Regions from separate parts of the Mus musculus genome. Here region 2 is linked to region 1. Evidence: chromatin contacts called from public HiChIP or PLAC-seq data. All regions are on one chromosome and are shown on one strand. Each heading gives the region's core, a stretch centred on a gene start, on an enhancer-like site or on the middle of the called end of the contact. The rest is flanking DNA. Distances are from core to core; before and after follow the strand shown.

Evidence for each region. HiChIP or PLAC-seq counts read pairs in DNA pulled down with a chosen protein or histone mark.
Region 2: an H3K27ac HiChIP or PLAC-seq map of extraembryonic endoderm stem cells shows a contact between it and region 1. The contact joins the promoter of 4930552P12Rik here to the enhancer-like site in region 1. A contact is called at or near these places in 1 of 39 promoter capture datasets (neural stem cells), 4 of 484 Hi-C or Micro-C datasets (conventional type 1 dendritic cells, cranial neural crest, extraembryonic endoderm stem cells and 1 more), 7 of 115 datasets of contacts at active chromatin or transcription factors (differentiating embryonic stem cells, embryonic stem cells, extraembryonic endoderm stem cells and 3 more) and 1 of 9 other capture datasets (liver).

Annotation. Positions count from the first base shown.
Region 1 is chr19:55,575,585-55,580,442 of GRCm38.p6, reverse strand. The region is part of intron 7 of Vti1a (vesicle transport through interaction with t-SNAREs 1A); the gene reads right to left. Among named protein-coding and RNA genes, the nearest start is that of Gm41871, 120 kb to the left of the region's middle. Within about 2 kb of position 2,137, at least 77 of the 459 cell types and tissues checked have an H3K27ac peak or open chromatin away from gene starts, as enhancers often do. A contact at or near this core is called in embryonic stem cells, extraembryonic endoderm stem cells and neural stem cells, where this site is marked.
Region 2 is chr19:55,700,803-55,705,658 of GRCm38.p6, reverse strand. 4930552P12Rik (RIKEN cDNA 4930552P12 gene) reads left to right here and starts at 3,455. Exons shown (of 4, transcript NR_045318.1): 1 at 3,455-3,531. Gm41871 (a long non-coding RNA gene) reads right to left here and starts at 4,516. Exons shown (of 3, transcript XR_877940.2): 1 at 4,447-4,516; 2 at 3,926-4,046; 3 at 3,032-3,774.

The DNA of each region.
Region 1 (4,858 bases), core at 888-3,387:
TGGCCACTCTTGTACCTACAGATGCTCAGGGCCATGTTACTTTTTACCGATGAAGACTGTAAGCAGACAAGGTGCCCAGTAGTAAACGATTAAACCACACCCTGGCGGCTCAGTGGCATGGCCAATGCCTAAGCAGGTGTGACGGTGCCCTAGGCATCCACTCTCAGTGCCAGAGGATGAAGACAGGTTACCCTGTGCAGACATTCCAAACAATGGTTTGAAGCATACTGAATGGTAGGGAAAGTGGCCACATCATAGGGGAACAGATGAACAAGAATTCTATTTATGTAGTTTTGAAAAATAAATTAACACCCCCCCAAAACCCTAAAAGGTTAGAATAACATATTTTAATATGGGAATGGACCAGATCACATGGCTTCTCTCTTCTTTCTTTTTTCCTCCTCTTCCTCTTCCTCCTCCTCCTTTTCTTCTTCTTCTTCTCCTTCTTCTCCTCCTCCTCCTCCTCCTCCTCCTCCTCCTCCTTCTTCTTCTTCTTCTTCTTCCTCTCCTTCTCCTCCTCCTCCTCTTCCTCTTCCTTCTTTTCCTTCTTGTTTTTTTTTTTTTGGGAGGGGGGGACAGGGTTTCTCTGTGTAGCCCTGGCTGTCCTGGAACTCACTTTGTAGACCAGGCTGGCCTCGAACTCAGAAATCCCCCCTGCCTCTGCCTCCCAAGTGCTGAGATTAAAGGCATGTGCCACCACCGCCCGGCCTTTTCTTTCTTCTATTCTTTTGCATGTGACTAATTTTCAGCAAGAAACACAATTTTCATATTAAAAAAAAAATTTCCCAAGGGTCGGGGAGGAAAGTTCCAGGCAGAAAGCCAGAGTGAGTGTGAAAGGCACAGGGAGACAATGCCTTCCCTCGGGAGCAGGCTGGGAAATGGGCACATTATGCTGAACTCTCTTCTTCCCATGCTCCTGATGGACCTTGACCTCCCTGGAGCGTACTCAGCAAGGGGGCAATCTGCATCAGTGAAGGCTGGGCTGGCCAGTGCCTCCTTGCTAGATGGTTTCAGTGGAGGCCATGCTCTCAGGACCACCCTCGGACTCACACATACACTTGGGATATCTCCTAGTATAACATTGGTGGGGCTAGGAGGGTGGCTCAGGCTTTGAAGGGCTTGCTGTGCAAGCCCGAGGACCTGAGTGTGAATTCTCAAGCCCCAGATAAAGAGGAGGCATGGAGGCACAGCAACCCCAGTTCTGTGTAGTCAGAGGCAGGGGCATCCTTGGGTATGTGGGTCAGCTAGGTCTTGCTGAATTTGTGACTCCAGGTTCAGTGACAGAACCTGTCTCCAAAAACAAGGTGGAGAGACACAGAGGAAGACACCCCATATTGACTGGCCTTCACAGGTCCATTTACACACACACACACACACACACACACACACACCATTTGCTCAACCGAGAATTAATGAACATCTAGGTTCCACCCCCTGAGCTAAGCTAGTGCCACGGAGCAGGGTGGACTCATGGCATATGCAGGATTTCGGATTTCCTTGGACACCAGTGTTGAGTCATCGGAAGTGTTCTGGAAAGGCCTACTTTTCTCATGAGGATCCCATCAAAAGGAAGCGTGCCCACAGAGTGGAGCTCGGCTCCCGACGCTGCTCCCTAGAGCTCCTGGGAGTCTCTCTGTATCAGAACCAGCCTGCTTAGCTGTAAACGCTGTGTGGAACTCAGTGGCTCATTTTGTTTGCTGAGAGAAGCAACTTAGTTACCTTGGATCCTTATCTGCAGGGGCCGTCCTGCTGTGACACAATGCCCCACCCCACCTCTTTTGGAGAAAGATTGATAAGCATAATGATGATGTTTTAATGAGCTTAATTGCACATTCCTTATGTTCTTGCCCGAGCTGCCAGCCAGCTCCTTCAACATCCAGCAGTTTACCTGTAATAACTCCCCCTCTCTGGGCCAGGGAGTGTAATTATTGTGGTAACCCCCGTAGCTCAGCTATTTCTCCCTCCCCTCCCCTCCCCTCCCTTTCTCCTTTTCTAGCTGTTCTTTCCCTTTCTGGGAATTGCTCTAAATGAGTATCTTTGAAAGGAGGGTGGCAGGCTGCTTTTGGTACAGTCCTTAACCAAGAACCCTTTCATCAAAGAGGCCCTTGTGAGCATGCTCTGGACGCCAGCCAATCAGATCATCCCGCTGTCTGCCTCTGAAGAAACTCGGGGCCTGGTATGCAAGGCAAGCTGGTCTGCAGACAGGCCGACTGCTCTCCCAGCCCAACCTGTCTTAGCTGACTGAAAAAGGGCTGAAGGGAAATTACCTGTTTGGCTCCAGACGGAATTAGAATTTTTTTTTTTTAAACACACACATACAAGGATGTTTATTATTTTTTGTTTAAAAGCGTTTGCCTATCTAATATAGTCATTAATGTTATCTGGTCAGTACTTGAAACATTTTGAAATATGTGCAAATGCAATAAGGCTTCAGGGCCTGGAGGCAAAATAAGATGAATTTTCTAATTAAACGACAGAAAACGGTTTGGAGTAACGGATGGCCGTTCTGTAATTCAGTTATGGGCGCTGCTCCGTGCAGGGACGTTCGCTCCATGTGCAGGCCTGTGGGCTGGAAGGACCGGCTCTAAAGACTTCTGGGCATCTCTAACCTCCTCCCCACAGACCTGAGTCAGCATGGCCATGGCCTTGGCGGACAGTGACCTCTCCTCAAGACAAGCTGGCTCATCTTCTAACACATTCTGGGAAACTTCTTGGGAGCCCTAGCCCCCCCGATCCTACGAACACATTGTTTTTTAAGCATTTCTAGTGAAAGGTCGTGTTGAGAAATGTATTGTATAGTCTCTACTTGGGAAAACTGACGGACTTCCTCTTTCCTAAAGCCACGGACGCTAACCCACTGCGCCAATCTTGTGTGGCCAGGCCCCACTGCACATGCTGGCGGCTCCTGAATGAACAGAGCCAAGGTGAATGCCGGGTGACTGGGACAGAGATGTGGCAGTGGGAGTCGAAGGGAGTGGTGTAGACTGTAGACACTTCCTCGCTGCCTCCGGTGTCCGGGGTGACTGGATACGTGGGAAATGCCAGCTGCTTGGTGTCAGTGACACTTGAACAGCAGTGCAATGTGCGGCTTACTTCTGTCACACTTTGTTTCCAATATACTTTTTGGCATTCTCCACATTTCCAAAATGAGTTTTTCCTTTCGTAGACAATATGCTATTACAATAAAAGCCTTTCTGAAACTAGGCATAGTGGCTTATGCCTATGACCCAGCACTCAGGAGGCAGAGGCAGGAGGATTGCCATAAGGTCAAACCCAGCCTGGTCTACATAGCATGCGAAGGCTATCACATACTAAGACCATATCTAAAGGGGAGGAATAAAAAGAACCACTGTGGAGGAACTGAACAGGCACGTTCTAGAATTACACAGACAATTGAGGGACAATAGGCAGGCGACAGTAACAGTAGAAAGGGGCCGGATGGAAAGAGGAGAGTTTTAATGAGCAGGGGGCCCTGAGACTCACAGCTGGCGTGGGCTAAATTCCTGGAGTGTTAAATCAAGTAATAACAAAAATATTACTATGCTTTACATAGGAGATTTCATGACTTCCCGAGAGGCCAACCGTCCCTCTCTGCTTCTTTGTTCCTCCCAAGGAATGTCTGTTCTTCTGGGCTCAACGTCTTTCCAGTGAGTCCTTGTTTATGCAGAAGCTAGAAGGCCCAAACAGAAAGCCAACCCGACTGTTTTAAGTAACCCTGCTGACATGGTGCTGTCGAGTCAGGGCCATGCCCTGTGGTGTGGAGACATGTGTGCTAGGCTCTCCTGCCTCCCAGACACTACCTGTGCTGTTAGACTTCTCATGGTTTCACACTTGACCCTGGAATGATGCCTGGAAGCTCTCTGATGGTTTGCTTTGCTCTGACTTCAAGGGTTTCGTCCTGGGAGAGTTTTCTTTCTTTTTAAAGCCCTACAAAGTCATGGATATAGCCTGAAATTGAGGCTTTCCCATCTGTGGAGAGAAAGAAATAAAAAATTCTTCTCATATAAATATATTCACGGAGAACAAGCTTATTCTTCTTCTTGCTACCTCTACCGTGTGGGTGGAACACAAACCGGAGTGTGGGCTCTACTTGCCTTTGCATGGTCTATTCTCCCAGACTTGGAGAAAATAGCTAATTTTCATCACCAAATTGATTTGTGAATGGCCACTGGAAAAATGATGGGAAAATTCTTATCAAAAACTGCAGAATATGTTATCAAACCCACATTAGATTACAGATAGTATAGGTTTTGTAGCAAGAGTAAAGATTTATCCTAGTAGGAAACTGCTTACTATTTTGTTGTTGTTGTTCTGAGACAAATCTGTGTCACCCAGGCTAGTCTGGGCGTCCATCACCCTGCTGTTGCCTCCCAAGCAGCTGGGTCACAGGCATGGGGGCCACCACTCCTGGCTGGGACAGTCATTTTCTAACATTTGCTTACAGTATACCCATCTGTGAGCCGCAGCTTTGCGGGGGGGGGGGGGAACTCACAAAAAAAAATGGACAAAACAAAATCTAAACTGTGTCCCTTTACAGACTTGAAAACAGTGATGTGGGTAACAGCTGTTCCTTGTGGCAGTGGATTGTGGGCACTGTTATTATTATATTTAAAATAGGTTTCTTGGATAGTTCTTTCAGATATTAAAGCCTTGAAAAGAAATTTTTTCCAAATAACTTGTTAGTTCATAATTGACTACATATACACTCTATGGCTGCATGTCACAGGTAAAGTGACCAGGGGCTGCCAGCTTTTATGTGAAGTATGCATACATGTCAGGTCATGTCTAACTTGATTGTAAAATATGTTTTCAGGATGTATAAACTATAAACATCTCTATTTTAATGGATAATTAGAAA
Region 2 (4,856 bases), core at 2,206-4,705, 120 kb before region 1:
AAGCTATCATACTGTTTGGAGTCTAGTCATTCCATGGCTGCGTGGTGTGGCTTCTCTTTGTCAGGTGTGCAGTCTAGCCCACTCACTAAATGTCATTGAGTTGGAGACTCCTATGCTTTCCAGATGTTTTGCAATGATTGAAACAGGCCAGTGTAGACCATAGTGGGTTTTCTTGTCTATATATTCTGCTGAGCCCTATAACAGCCTGGTGAGTCAGACATGGGGAGTTTATTACTACAGATCCATATAGCAGACAGAAGATCAACCTCCAAGCAGGGCATGGTGGTGCACACTTGTCTCTTAATTTTTTAATAATGTACATTTTTTTTTAAAAAGAACTTTACTGGGCATTTCAATCATATCCACTCCAAACTTCGTATCACAGTCCTCTTCCTCTTCCTCTCCCCCCTCCACTTTTTCGCCTTCTACACCCCACCAAGCCCAGCTTGTGCTGCCCATAGAGTTGTAGGTGTGAGGCATCAACTGGTGCATGGTTGGCCACTTAGGGCCACACTCTTAAAGAAAAGCGACTCTTTCTCCCCCCAGAAGCCATTATCTGTCAATAGTCCCTCAACTAGTGGTGTCCAAACCCCTCTCTCCTCCACGCTGGAACGTTGTCTCACTTGATATTGGGCGGGTCTCATACAGGCAGCCACAGCTTGGGTGTGTGACACCAATGGTCCTGTCATGTCCAGAAGACACAGTTGCTTCCCCTGACCTCTGGCTCCAGCCCTTTATTTCTTCAATGGTCTCTGAGTCTTGTGGGGTGGGGCAGGGTTGTTTGTCTGAGGTCACATTTGTACAAGGTCCTGGTAAGGATGGGAGAAGCCCAAGTAGGGTTTAAACTCTTCCTTCCTATGCCACCAGAGACCCCTCTCCCAGATCTTGCAAGTGTGATGTGTAATCTGGTGACAAAGAGTGGGGGTCAGCACTGGGCCCCAGGCTTCCTGATGATTGGATTTGGTGGATGAAGCTCAGTCTTTGCTTCAGGAAAGATAGCGGCCGCAGGGGATACGGTGACCTCATGCTCACAGGTGTGACTTAGCTGCCCAAGGTACCTCCATTTGGGCCACATTCATTTTTTTTTTTTTAAATCCAGTCTCTTTATTTGAAAGCCTAAATCCAGAAGCTAGAACAATGAATCAGCAGAAGTAGCAAGTCCACAAAAGCCACACGGGAGGGAAAGGAACTAAGGACACAGACCTTCCCCAGGCCACCCAAGCCTCTTTTGAAGTGTACAGAATAACAAAATATCCAAAACAAAACAAAACACATGCACAAAACCCAACAGAAGCCAGAGTCTGTGTTTCTCGGGGCTCCTTAGCCAATGGTGTCGCTGAGAGGTTTAAATGGCACTATTTGTTTAAGAGCTAAGCTGGTGCTCTTCTGTGTCTTTCACCGGGAACAAAGCACAGCCCTGGCCTAGGCCACGGGGACAGCCATTAGCGGGAGAAGGAGGGAAGGCGTGTGGGCCAACCTTTCAGTGTGCAAAGGGTCTTGCTTTGTTTCCTCCTTCTCTCAAAGTAATTTCTTCTTGGCAAAGCTGCAGGGTTGAGATATGACTAGATTATATCCAAATTAGAGAGAGAGAGAGAGAGAGAGAGAGAGAGAGAGAGAGAGAGAGAGAGAGGTGAAATCTGCGGGAAGCAATGAACAATGAACAGATGTGCCGTGGCCCTTTGACCTCCTCACCCTGATGACTCCTCTGTCACTGTCCTCACCCGTTCTCACCTGTGATTGCAGATTGGTACTCTGAGCTCAGGCTGAGGTACTTTGAGGTACTTCCAGGTGGAAGGACTCTCAGAATGAGCCAGGCAACACCACCCTTGTGTTGTTTGAATGAACAGGTGACAGGCCCACAGAGCTCCCCTAGGGACCCTATAAAGCTCTCACCCCGAGTTGATAGAAACGTCCACATGGACACAGAGCTGACCCTCCCACCAGCTTTTAGTCCCAGGTTGGCTGCTTCCAAATAGTGGACTAACACAAGTCCCATGAGTAATGTGAGTTTCAGCTTCCTCAATGTGAACTAATAGGAAACTCTCTACCTTCTGGGTTGAGTGTGGGATGGGGTGGGGTTCCCAGAAGTCAGACTATGGTAGTAGTGGGATTCACAAGCTTTTTGATCACAGTATCCCTGCCACTTGTAAAAATTATGGAGCATACCAAAGATGCCAGAAAATTCTATAAAGTGTGTCTCATTGACTACCAGATATCATAGATCCTATGAAAAAGTCCATTTATATTTAAGGTACAAGTGGAGTCTTTGCATACCATGAGTAAAGTCATGGGTTCAATCCATAGGTGTGTGTGTGTGTGTGTGTGTGTGTGTGTGTGTGTGTGTGTATGGTAGAGAGAGAGAGAGAGAACATTTCTCAATATGAAGTATTGAGAAAAGGGTTAACTCCATAGGCCCCTGGCCATTGGAAACCCAGCATCAGTGCATTCAAAACCATTACATAATTCCCTGTCCGTCCATGCTACCAAAAGCAGTGTATAGTGTCCAGAGAGTCGGCTTTCTTTTTTAAGAAATATTTTAAAAAATTTTATGTACATGTACACTGTGTGTGCACATCTTCATTTGTGTGTACACCCGTGAAGATGCTCTCAGAGGTCGGCACAGGATGTCAGATCTTCTGAAACTTTATACGCAGTTGTGGACCATTCATTGTGGGTGCCAGGAACTGAAACTAGATTGGTACTTCTGACTGTGTCATGGGACTGGTGTTTGGACTTTGCGATCTTGAAGTTGATGGATAAATGCCAGGAAGAGAGGATCTGAGGCAGGAATGCCACCAGAGAGGGCAAGTGGAGGTACCAGTGATCAGGACTGGCCAGACTCCCGTTCACGTTCCTATAGCTGCTTTGCACATTGAATCCTGCTGTTGGAAAGCACATGGGGCCACGTGCAGGAGGGAGGGAAGATAGGTGGCCGGCCACCAGGAGTGGAGGGCTTCTGGGATACTCCAGCGACCTGGACCCAAGAACAAAGACTTTTATCCCCAATTCTTTGTGAGACAACTTTGAAAGGACACCTTTGATTCCAGAGTGGCTGTGTGGGTTGAGTGAACTCTTGCCTCCTTAACAAGAAGGCAAAAAACTGGGTGAAGGAAAGGACACTATTAGCCAGCATGAGTTAACGGGAAGGGTTCTGTCTATTTGCCAAATGTAACCACTTTCTTTGTCTTTGGGAAGTTTTACTGAGTCGGTACACTTAGTGCTGCTTCCAAGAAGGCTTTGAGTTTCTCTTAGTCTTTCCTGATGCTTTGTCCCCTGTATAACCTCGTTGACTGAAGTCTGGGGAAGACAAAAGCTGCTGCACACCTCATTGACTGAAGTCTGGGGAAGACAAACGCTGCTGCACACTTTATTGACTGAAGTCTGGGGAAGACAAAAGCTGCTGCACACCTCATTGTCTAAAGTCTGGGGAAGAGAAAAGCTGTTGCACAGCCTTATTGACTTCGGTCCAGGGAAGAGACCTGGCTCACTGCCTTCTTTCCTCATCCATAGGCTGGCTCCAAGACCTATGTGGTGAGTCAAGGCCATGGGTCTGCCTTTGGGCTTCTTTTGCTTCCACCTGTTCCTCTGGTTTCTTCTTCCTGAACCTCAGGTTGACATCTGTCAGAAAATTTGGTAGCCACCAAAGTCAGGGCCCACCTAGTCTGTCTTAACAACAGCGAACAACTCCATCCTCCTCAGCTGCGGTGTTGTCAACAGCAAAGGGAAGGCTGGACCTGAAGTCTCTGGACGTTAGACGCTGGGTGGAGACGGGAGCTGTGAGCATCGGAGGACATCAGTAAGCAAGCAGCATCCTTCCAAAGACCAAGGGCGAGGGCAGGATGAGATGCTCAAACTAGCACCTCATCTACACGCGGCTGTATCTTTACTGATCTAAGAGGACCGCAACGTCATGAGCAATACTTACTTATTTTAGGCTTTGCAGGCCTTGGGATCGCCACTGAGCAATTCCACTACTGTAGTAGGGAAGGCAGTGCGGACAGTAAGTCAGTCATTCCATGGGGAATGTGCTCCAGTCAAACTCGGGGCTGTATTTCAAAAACGGGGGTCAGAAGAACGTGGCGCACAGGCAGGCATCACGTGCCACCCCACCCCCACAACAAGCACTGTCAGGCAACAGCTCTGTGAAGGCAGTTTGCCTCAGGTCAATAATGAAGTAAACTGCCCAGGGCTGGGAAAGCAACTTGGGCGAGGTTACAAATCAGAATGGAGACCCCAAGTGGACTGAGTTCTAAAACGAATGTTGCAGGTCCTAATTTGTCTCCGTGACTTGATTTGCCATGAATCTGAGAACACACTTAGTTCCGGAACACTTAGCAGAGGGATCTTTGACACCCAGGATGAGATTTGAGGGTCCCACCCTCTTCCTGGGACACCCCAGAGAAGCCAGATGTCATCGGCTGTTGCCACCTACACTCCAGATCTTACCAAGAGGGAGGTGGTCACAGCTCCCACGCTGCCAGGATGACTGGGCAAGAAGCAGGGTTTGGCCAACAGCTTCCTGGCGCCCAGTTAAACTTTTGACTTTCCAAATTAGAGAAGTTGAAAGTTCTTCTGGGTACTTTTTTTTTTTAAGGGAAACATGTTGTATTGTTAATTATTTACCAGAAATGGCTCTCCTCTCTCCTGTCCTAACCAGAGTTATGTTCCCTTCAGTTTTCCGCCTCCCAGTCGTTTAACACTGAATGCAGAACTAACTGTTAGGGGTTTCTCCTCTCAGACTAAGGAAGGGTGCACTTGCCGAAGGACAGGGCTGGTGGAAAGGGCTATGTCCTCTCTCCAGAGTTGCTTTCTCTCAGCTGCCTTGAGTCTGATCTGTGGTTTAGCCACCCAGTTCC